Linked DNA regions of Ovis aries: region 2 is linked to region 1. Evidence: chromatin contacts called from public Hi-C data. All regions are on one chromosome and are shown on one strand. Each heading gives the region's core, a stretch centred on a gene start, on an enhancer-like site or on the middle of the called end of the contact. The rest is flanking DNA. Distances are from core to core; before and after follow the strand shown.

Region 1 (5,057 bases), core at 2,408-4,907:
ACTGGGCTCCTATTCTTGAGTCATTTTCCTCCTGTGGTTTTTGTGGACACCATTTTTCCTGATTTTCCTTCCTGGCTCCCTGGCTTATCCTTCTCCATCTTTCTTCTTTGCTGGCGCAATCTCCTTAACTGGATTTCTAAATATTAATGACCCCAGACTCTTCTCTACTCTGAGCTGTCTAATATATTAGCCATTGGCTAATGTCAATGTATCTATTTAAGTTTAAAATAACTGAAATGAAATAAAAGTTCAGTTCCTCCATCACACTAGCCACATCTCAAGGGCTCAGTAGGCAAGTGTGGCTGGTGGACAACATGGACACAAAACATTTCCGTCACTGCAGAAACTTCTGTTGGACCTGACTGACCCAAATTCCTTCCCTAGGTGATCTCACCCAGCTAGTCCCACGGCTTTAAACACCATCTATATGTTGAATTTGAAATTTATACCTCTAGCTCTAACCCAGACTTCAGATTTATACGTAAAGTGCCTAACTGACACAACCACTAGAATGTTTAACAGGCTATTCAAACTAACATCCAGAACAGAACACTTCACTGTCATCCCCTCCTCCCCTTTCTTTACCCACAAAAGCTTGTTTCTCCTCCTGTCTAGTCCTGGCATGACACCATCCAACCAGTTTTCAAGCCAAACATCTAGCAGTCACCTTGATTCCCAATATCTAATCCATCAATGAGTCTTACTGACTCTATCCATAAAATATATGTCAAATCTACCCTCTTCTGCCTCCCACTGTCATCTTCCTTGTCTAAGGTTTTTGTCTGGATCAGTGTCCTTCTCATACACGATCCCCTGCACCGAAACCTAGCACACAGCATGTGTGCATCAAATATGTTGAAAAAAATTAATAAGTACAAGGCTATTTAATAGTGCAAAATAATCTTACTTTTAAAAATATTCATGAATAATACTTGTTAGAGAAATTTTAGAAAACAGATTTAAGAAGATAATAAAAATCACTTCCAGGCAGACTTTACTTAGGATTGATTACGGCTCAATATTATTATTCAGTTTATCAATTACTAATACATTTTCACACTTTCATACACTTTACCTCTGTGCATTTATCTGCATTGTCAGTGCAGCTTACCTCCCCAAAAGAAATTTTTGTTGCTCCTTCCTGGTCAGTCCAGCCTTTTCTGATTAATCCAGTATAGTTTCTTGACCTCTTAATTATATTCCATGCCTGTCAAGCCCACAGGACTCAGCTCACACAGCAGACATTTATTGTGTTTGGGAGTTCCCAACTTGGTTTCTGTCCCTGCCTGCCACTCAGCTCCTCCCTGTGTCCTCAACTTCCTTGTCAGCCTTAATTCAAAATAACCAATAACTCCAAACAATGTCTACTACTCCACCTTCTTTGATTCTAGGCATTTATTGGTAGTCACTAAAACGCTTGATTACCCTCTATTCATCCCACCTGCAACTAAGTGTGGCCAAGCTGATTTTTCGTACAGGTAATTCCAGTAGTGAGGAGACGGGTAGCAGGGAATGCAGGGGTATCTCCTGGGGCTTGGGTTCTAGACATTATCAATATGTCCAACATCTGCATTGCCTGTGTCAGTTTACAGCACCACCTCAGACATACGATCTCCGCAGCAATCCAAACACTATTATTTGCCTACCCAACAATTCTCTCTCCTCCACCCTCCTCCAACTTCCTCCTCTCCAAGAGAATGTCCATTTTGTTCAGCACCCACCCTACACCAAACAGCCAGATACAACAGGTGAGTTGTATGTCATCCTCCATCCTACCCCAGCCAGCTTTGTGGTCTCATTCCTTTGATGAGTAGGCAGGTGATATAAACAAGGCCAGATAGTGAAAGTCTTCTGTGAGAGGTTCTGGAAAAGGTTTCCTCCCTCTTAAACAAACTAACAAACAAGGGCCTGATAACAAGATAACCTCTTGAAATCTGGAGACCAGATATAATTTCTGAGACCACTAAATACCTGCTTTTAAGTAGGAGGGGAAACAGTGTTAAGCTGAAGCCATTGCTGGGAATGGCAGAGCGGGCAGATGAAAGAAAACTAGATCCTTTGTAATGGTCTTAAGCTGTTGTTCATACTGAGCCAGAGGCTCTACCTCTGGACTTTCATCTATGTATTTGTAAGCCCAGGGGATTCTGATGCCATCAAAATCTGACAGGCACTGACTTCCAAACCCACAATTATAAAACTTCACCACCACTACCAGCTAAGTAATCTTAAGCAATTTAACTTTTATAGAATCCTTTTCTTTATCCGTAAAGTGCAAAAATAATATCCACCTTATGACCTTATTGTGAGGATACAGCGTTAAGAGGATTTGATAGACTACAGGAAGTGCTGCAAGGTCCATTAGCCAAAAAATGATGCCACAGAGTTCCTAAATACTTCCCAAACTTGCCTGCTGATAGAAATAGACGGATTGGTTAGATGAGTTGATCTTAGGCCTCTCCCCTGGAGATTCTGTTTCAGTAGCTCCCTACTGTACCCTAGGCGTCACATTTTTAAAAACACTGTTCTAGGACCTAAGCAAGTTTGAATTTAGCAAAGGAATGTGTGAAAATGTTGCTCAGTCATGTCCTATTCTTTGTGATCCTGAGGACTGTAGCCCATCATGCTCCTCTGTCCATGGAGTTCTTCAGGCAAGAATACTGGAGTGGGTTGCCATTTCCTTCTCCAAAGGATCTTCCTGATCCAGAATCCAGGGAAGGAACCCAGGTCTCCTGCATTGCAGGCAGATTCTTTACCATCTGAGCAATCAGCGAAGACCTAGCAAAGGAATACACAATGTAAACTCCTATGCAGCAGGAGCTGGGGTTTCCACTGTCTAAATCTAAACCTGCCACTATCTCACTTGAGCAAGCTGTTTAACCTTTCTGGACTTGTTTACTCCTCTGTACACTTGTCCTATCTAACCTACAAGTCCACGGGGAACTGAAGACAAATTACCCATGGGATGAAGGGGTTTCTCCCAGTATTTTTATATTGCTGTAATGGGAATTAAGTAAACACAAAATTAAGCAAAATTGAGATAGGGGAGGTGTTGCCTTTATGGTAAAATTAACTGAATAGGACGATGCCATCTCTAGCCCGCCACCTTGAGCCCCTGAGCATCCACTCCTCTCAGGATCACGGTGTAACCTGAGGTGATCACCTACTCTGGTCACACTGTTCGAGATGTGTGAAAACGTCTAGAAAAGTAAAAAGTCTGAGCGTTGGGAAAGAGGAGAAATACGAAGGCCCTAAATTCAACTTTCTGTACCAAGGTACCTTTAACTGCAAACACTTTCAGTAGTAGCTGCGCATGTGCAACAGAAACATTTCTCTCGGCGTTTCATAAAAAAAAAAAACGGCGATGTATGCCATTGGCCTCAGGTGGAAGTCACAAAGTTGGTAAAGCTGGAACACCTGCTAACTTGGGCGCTCCGGGGTTCTTTAGAGCGCACAGGTAGCGTGTCAGTCTCATGCGCTGCAACCAAACTTCTCCAGGGTGTTAATCCGTGAATTTCAGTTTATGCACTGGCTATTTGTTAGCAGAAACCCGCCCCCCACCACCCCGCCGGAAGCCAGCGGAGCGGTCTGAGCCCGGGCTTCCGCCTCTGGCCTTGAACTCCTCCCACCTCAAGCAAGCCACACCCACCAAGACGCCCACTCTTCGAATTTGAGTCTCCGGAGAGCCCGTAGTTTTGAACTCTGACCGCTCCTCGGCCGGCACCGGGATAGCACGCATGCGTATTTTCTTTGAATGGGTGGTGCCCTTATCCTCGTGGCGGCTGCAGGAGCCCTGGCCTTGCTGCTGCTGGCAGTGCGGCTGTGGGTAGTCCTGAGTCCTCGCGCTCCTGTGCCTCGGCGGTCTCTCAGCCTCTTGGTGGTGGCTGGATCTGGTGAGTATACGGGCCGTGACTGGCGGACTAGGGTCGGGAACTACAAAACCCAGAGTCCACCGCGGCGCTCTTCGCAGCGCCAGTATGACTTTTTGCAGCTTTGAATGCTGAGATTTGTAGTTTGCGTGATTGGCTCAAGTCAGCCCAACCTGGGCAAAACGCTGGTTTGTTGTCAAAGTGCCTCAAGCCGCGCGTTTATTGACAAATGCATAATTTACACTTATCTATAATAAGCTTTTCTGTAGCGTATATTTTTCTAACAAAGTAAGTATCAGTTACCAAAGATGACACAGAAGCCTGTTGATGCAACATGGAATTTCCCTGAAAAATATTGTTTTGCATTATTAATCTAGACATTTGGGATTTAGGAATCACAGTTGCTGCATGAAAAACAAGACAAACCGAATCGTCGCATTTATAAGTATACATATACAAACTCCAGTATTTTGGCCACCTCACGGGAAGAGTTGACTCATTGGAAAAGACTCAGTGAACTCCGGGAATTGGTCATGGACAGGGAGGCCTGGCGTGCTGCGATTCATGGGGTCGCAGAGTCGAACACGACTGAGCAACTGAACTGAACTGAACAGATATACAAAATCTGCGAGTGTAGAAGCAATTACCTACCAACAGGAGAACAATACACACCTCAGGATATTGTGTCAGGGAATGAACAACAATCTGTACAGTCAGATAATGCAATCTAAACGGATTCGGCCAGCTCTGTAGGCGCTTACAACTTTAAATGGACAGTTCTGAGAGCCATACACACCCACACTATGTACATACAGAAATGCCAGAAGATTGCATCCAGAAAGATTAATATTTATAGTATTAGCACGTGTTCCAAACCTATGTTCACGTGTAATTCATTACTTTATTCCCTTAATGTGTTTTGAGCCATGGGAGAGAGGGCAGGCAATAAACTAAGCCCTGAAAATAACAAACCTGATTAACACTACTTGTCATGGAGTGCTGACTATGTACCAAGCACCGAAAGGTGTGAGGGAACAGCTGTGAATGAAATGGAGAATATAGAAAAACTAACAGAAAACAAAAAACAGAATGGATCCTTACTGCAATGAGAAAAGTGCTGTAACCTGGGAAGTAGAAACTGCTATGTAAGTTCACACTGGGCATCACTTTATCTGAACCTGAGGCAGGAGG
Region 2 (5,109 bases), core at 1,579-4,078, 160 kb before region 1:
AAAGTTGTTCAAATTGCTCATTCTTCGTCTACCATTCTCTCAGATATACAAGAGATTATGTATATATGCATAAATACTTCTTGAAAAATAAGCAAAAAATAAAAAATCTTGAAAGAAAAAAAAAACAGAATACCTCTCATCAAATAAGATGCATTTAAAGTATCAGGTATATGGCAGGCGACCCCATTAAACCTGGCACTTTGTCTGACTGCACCGCACAGGGAACAGCAGAATGCCCCTGACTTGGTCTACCCATGGCATGCCCTAGTGGACAGGTGTCGGAGCTTTCAGAATTTACACCCATAAGAAAAAGCTACAGCTGATGCCTCTTACAATGAACTTACTACAGCCATCACAAAGAGGCCACAGTGTATGTAAGTCCCGTGAAATTCTCAGCACAAATTAGTCCAGCCAAAAATATGCAATTATTCAGACTCTTCAATCTTATGGCCTTAATATATGACCCCTGGGTTGGCAGCCTGAGCCTTCCCGGGCTACCTCCTACCAGAAGCACAATCCTACCAATGTTAACCTGATTTCAGAGGCAACAAAGAGAAGCTTATTTGAGGGAAAGGCCAGGAAGGAACTGATGGTATTCAGAATGTTCTGGTGTTAAGCTTATATCCTCCAATCCAGGCTGACAGTGACCGCGAGTGGTAGCCAGCAGCCCCACTGGATGTTTACTGTGGTCTATTAAAGCAGTTCTTAGGTACCCTTAATTCCCAGTTGTGAACATCAAACAGTCCTATTTCAACCACTGAATTGTTTTATTCTCCAATGAACCTTTCAGCAACAAAATGTCCTAAGTTGTTACACTGAATTCTTTTATAATTCAATTACTTACTGATGCCAGAACACTGAATTAAATTAATTAGGAGGCATGGCTTGAAGTCATGCTCAATTTAACAGCAGATAAAGGGTCCACAGTGTTCTTTGTATCAAAAAATTGCTTCCTTTCTTTCTGTGCTTACTTTTTTCAGTTTTCTCTGAACCATCAGCAGTGTCCTATGTTCAGCCATGTGCTGAGGACACAGATCACGGTTACTCCATCCTCTCTCAGGTGTAATGGTAAATCCTGGTTCATTTTCCCAGGATATTCCCAGTTGAGCCATAATAAAGGAATTAAAGAAAACTAATGATGTCCTCAAATAGCCTGCCTCAAGTAGAAATAATGAAGTAATTATCAATAAAGAAAGTAGTGAAGACAGCAAGTAAGGTGATAAAGAATAGCAGATGCTATCCTATCAGAAGATGGGTGACCCTCCCCCAAAAAAAACACTAAAAGTGAGTAAATCTTTTCATAAGGATTTTAAACGTTGTTTCAGAAAGCTGCAAGACAGGCTAGGCATTGAAAAGAAAGCAGCTTCACCACATAAATTGGTTCATGGTGCCCAGAACACAACAGTGCTAAATGAACGTGTACAGACTGGTGATCAAGAGGAAAAAGTGAAAAGGAGGCAAGCCTCCGCAGGTGAATAACACGTCACATGGACAGGAGGAATAGATCCTAACCCTTGATAGCTTTCTCACAACACCCAGACATTTTAGACTCCCTTCTTAAAGGTCAATCAATTTATGGTCAGAAAGACGATTTTAATAGCAGCTGCAACATGACAGAAGTTTAGATCTCATGCCAAAAAATTTACATAGTGTATTTGAAAGCTAAGAGAAAACTGAAAATCATCTGCACCACTGCACTTTTTCATAAACTGAAGTTTTGTTTTTTACTTAACAGAAGCTACAGACAGATACAGAGAGTAAGTTTTCGCTATCATGAAAATAAACCCAGAAGAACCGTTCTAAACTGTAAGCTCTGGGGAAAGTGTCTTTGAAAAACCTTGAGTTTTCAGGGACTCAAATGTGAGCGGAACAATTAATGCGCTCCAAGAGCCTGTAATTGACAACCACCTTTAAGCGAACTAAAAAAGCTGAAGAAAAACAATCCAACTGGGAGAGCTCTGAGTGAGCGCTGTTTGAATTCAAAAATTCATTCAACAATAATTTACTATGAATACCTACCACGTACCTGGCACTGACCTAGGTGCCCGCAGTTTTGTGATTACAAAACGGACAGGGTCCTGCCTTCTTGCAACTTGAGACAACCAAATACCCATTTAGTTAAACTTCAATGGGTGCCCCGATGGCGAAGTTGGCTTTAAACTAGGGGTGTCAGGAGAGACCTCTTTTTAAGATGAGATCTGAAGAATAGGTTCAGGACACCCAGGGAAAGCCTGGGGGGACGCTGTCCAGGAGGGCGCAGCTGGTAGCCCTCAGCGAGTTGAGGAGTGACCAGGACAATTAGGGGGTGAAACGGCCGCGGGGGGAGGTATGTGAGGGGGATGTATAGGTGAGTGGCGGGGGGCGGGGGACGGGAGAATGGGGGGAAATCAAGGAATGGGGGGGAGCGAATGGAGGTGGGAACGGGCGAGTGGGGGACGCGAGAGTAGTGGGTGAGACGGACCAGTGGATGAAGGGGCGCGGGAAGCAGGGACCGGCCGACGGGCTGCAGGAGCCTGAGCGTTGTGTTCTCGGTTGACTGCAGAGCAGCGGGAAGGGGCGCTACACTATTCATGTTTTAAGGGTCGCCGCACTCTCCCGCCTGCTCCCGCACACGCCCAGTCCCGGCGCCTGTCACTCCATCACTCATCTACCCCGGCCCCCAAGAGTGGGCTCGGGGCGGTGAGCCCAGCCGGGGTGGTGAGGAGCCCGGGTCCCTCTGGCGCGGAAGTAGTCACCTGAGAGACTCAGCACTTCCCACTCGTCAGGCCCGCAGAAAATCGCTGCCAGGGCCGAGAGCTCCTCCCGCACCGGCTCCGCCATGGCCGCACGGCCTCGCACGCTCGGCACCGCCCCTTCCGCCGCTGCTGCCGCCCCGGCCGTCCCAGAACAGTGCGGCCAGGCTGCCACCGGGGGGCGCCCCGCGTCTCCGCTGGGCTCCGCGGGCTGGATGCCGCTAGACGCCCCGCCCACAAGCTCCGGCTCTGTAACTGCAGCCGGAAGACTCACGCCGTTTGGGGGACTTTTCTCCAAGGGTGAAGGCCCTGTGGTCCGAGGCAGGGTGTCTGCCAGAGGCCACCGTACAGCTCACCCGCTGCTTTTCTAACACAGGGAAGCCGCCTAGCAAAGCCGGAAATTCTCTAACTTTAGTCCGGGCTTTGAACACTAGCCATTCCCTCCCAGACTCGTCCTTGAAGGGAACTTGGAGGTTAGGGGAAAAAAAAAAAAAAAGCAGGGAAGTGACCAGAAGAGGTTAGCCCCTGTCTGGCTCAGAAGTGAACTACGGGTTAGAGACACTGCAGTTAACAGATCAGAGGAGATTCTCCGCCCTCATGGAGGTACTGGAGACCCAGGCGATCTGGGACACCCGGAAAACTTCCGGGGCAGTAACAACCTCCACATGCTGAGCGGTAACTGGCACTCAGACTCTAGAGCAAGACCGGATTCCTCTTTTTCTTTCTCCTAACGATGGTTCAGAAGGCAAGAGTTGGACCTGCCAGCTCTGCAGTCTAAGGATGTTACTGGGGTGGCCTGGACCCTTGCGGGGGACCTGTGTACCCAGGTGCTGGGAGCAGTGTCATAACGTTCCTATTTGTCTCTGGCTTCACAGGGTTCCCTGGTGGCTCAGTGGTAAAGAACCCACCCGCCAATGCAGGAGACCCAGGTTCAGTCCCTGCGTGGTGAAGATCCCCTGGAGAAGGGAAATGGCCACCCACCCCAGTATTCTTGCCTGGGAAATCCCATGGACAAAGGATGCCTAGCCGCTACAGTCTATGGGGTCTCAAAAGAGTTAGACATGGCTTAGCATGTAAACAATAGCAAACAAACAAACAAAATCATAGGGGACAGCTCTGCTGATTGGCAACCCCCACTTGCCAATGCAAGTGGAACTCCTGGGCCTTTGAGGGTACAATCAAGTATGTAAATGTGCCAAATGCTAGCTTTTCAACATTACTCATTTTGTGATCTTCGATTGATACAAAGCAATGTGATTCTGAACTCCACTCAAATCTAAGAATGTTCAGGTAGCAATAGGGTAACAGAATTATCAATCCATTCTGTTTCAGCGTTGGTTTTGTGAACAAGATTACAATGATTCCGTGTGATAGTTTTTTCAGTATGTTTGACTTATCCTTTTGTTTGTCAAGTAACACTTTAAAATTTTGCAGACCCAAAAAGTAGCTGGCCTAGTTCACAGAGGTCCCACGATTTTTGTTTGTATCAGAAATAACATTTTGTGAGATAAATCAGGGAATTTAGATGGCTACACAGTGACTCTTGTCATTGACCTATGGATATCAGGGAAACAGGGCTGATTTAAAGACTGAATTCATGTTCCCATCATTAACATCCTTCCCACTCCAACTAAGAAGGGGTCTTAAAAAGGAAAAGATACTGTCTTCTGAGAACAGAAAGGAAGTTTAACAAGATAAACTGCAGGAGAAATGCCTTTCAGAGAATGCCTTGGGGTTTTAGTGACCCCAAGTAATTAAGAGCACTGCTGTGTACATAGCTGAAAAGACAAAGGTTTATTTAAATGCATAATTATCTCTGATGTGGCCAATTTGTTTAATAATAATAACTCCTTTGAGTTATTTCCAAAGTAGCAGCAGTTCAGTAGGTTCAGTAGCTGCTAAAGAGTTTGGTGAGCAAAAGAATAAATTTTTAATTTAAAACATCATTGAACTATTTTTAATTTTAGCTTGAAATCCAATGTTAGTATTAAGAGTGGTAGGAAAATATTAATTTATTTGACTTATTAAAGATAATCGACAAAAAAATCAAGTAGTTCGTATCTTTTTTTTGATTTCCTGAATTCAATATAAGTGATATGAGTACAATAATATTAACAGCAAGACTACAGCTGTCAGAAATATTAGGAGGCATCCCTGAAGCCTGTTGTCACAAGGTGTCCATGAAATTGATGTAAGAGTGCATCGATCTATGTAAAATTTTCTTGTCAATAGGTTTCTTCTTTGCTTTTCCTTTCTTCGTTGATTTCCTAACCTGCTTCTCATACTCCATTTAGCATGTTTAAATAAAACAGGAGTCGATGTGCATGTCTTTTAAATTGACAGTATCCTCAGGCCCTGAAGTCCTATGAATAAGTTT

What was found. Hi-C and Micro-C count contacts between places; a contact is called where the count stands out from the background.
Region 2: a Hi-C map of hypothalamus shows a contact between it and region 1, with 3 times the contacts expected there. The contact joins the promoter of RWDD3 here to the promoter of ALG14 in region 1. A contact is called at or near these places in 2 of 16 Hi-C or Micro-C datasets (hypothalamus and liver).

What each region holds. Positions count from the first base shown.
Region 1 is chr1:72,190,182-72,195,238 of ARS-UI_Ramb_v3.0, reverse strand. ALG14 (ALG14 UDP-N-acetylglucosaminyltransferase subunit) reads left to right here and starts at 3,657. Exons shown (of 5, transcript XM_060400931.1): 1 at 3,657-3,890. The coding sequence starts at 3,752. It overlaps TLCD4 (TLC domain containing 4), which reads right to left and starts at 3,587. Exons shown (of 8, transcript XM_060400907.1): 1 at 3,277-3,587; 2 at 1,112-2,775.
Region 2 is chr1:72,346,899-72,352,007 of ARS-UI_Ramb_v3.0, reverse strand. RWDD3 (RWD domain containing 3) reads right to left here and starts at 2,828. Exons shown (of 4, transcript XM_027972265.2): 1 at 2,736-2,828. The coding sequence starts at 2,820.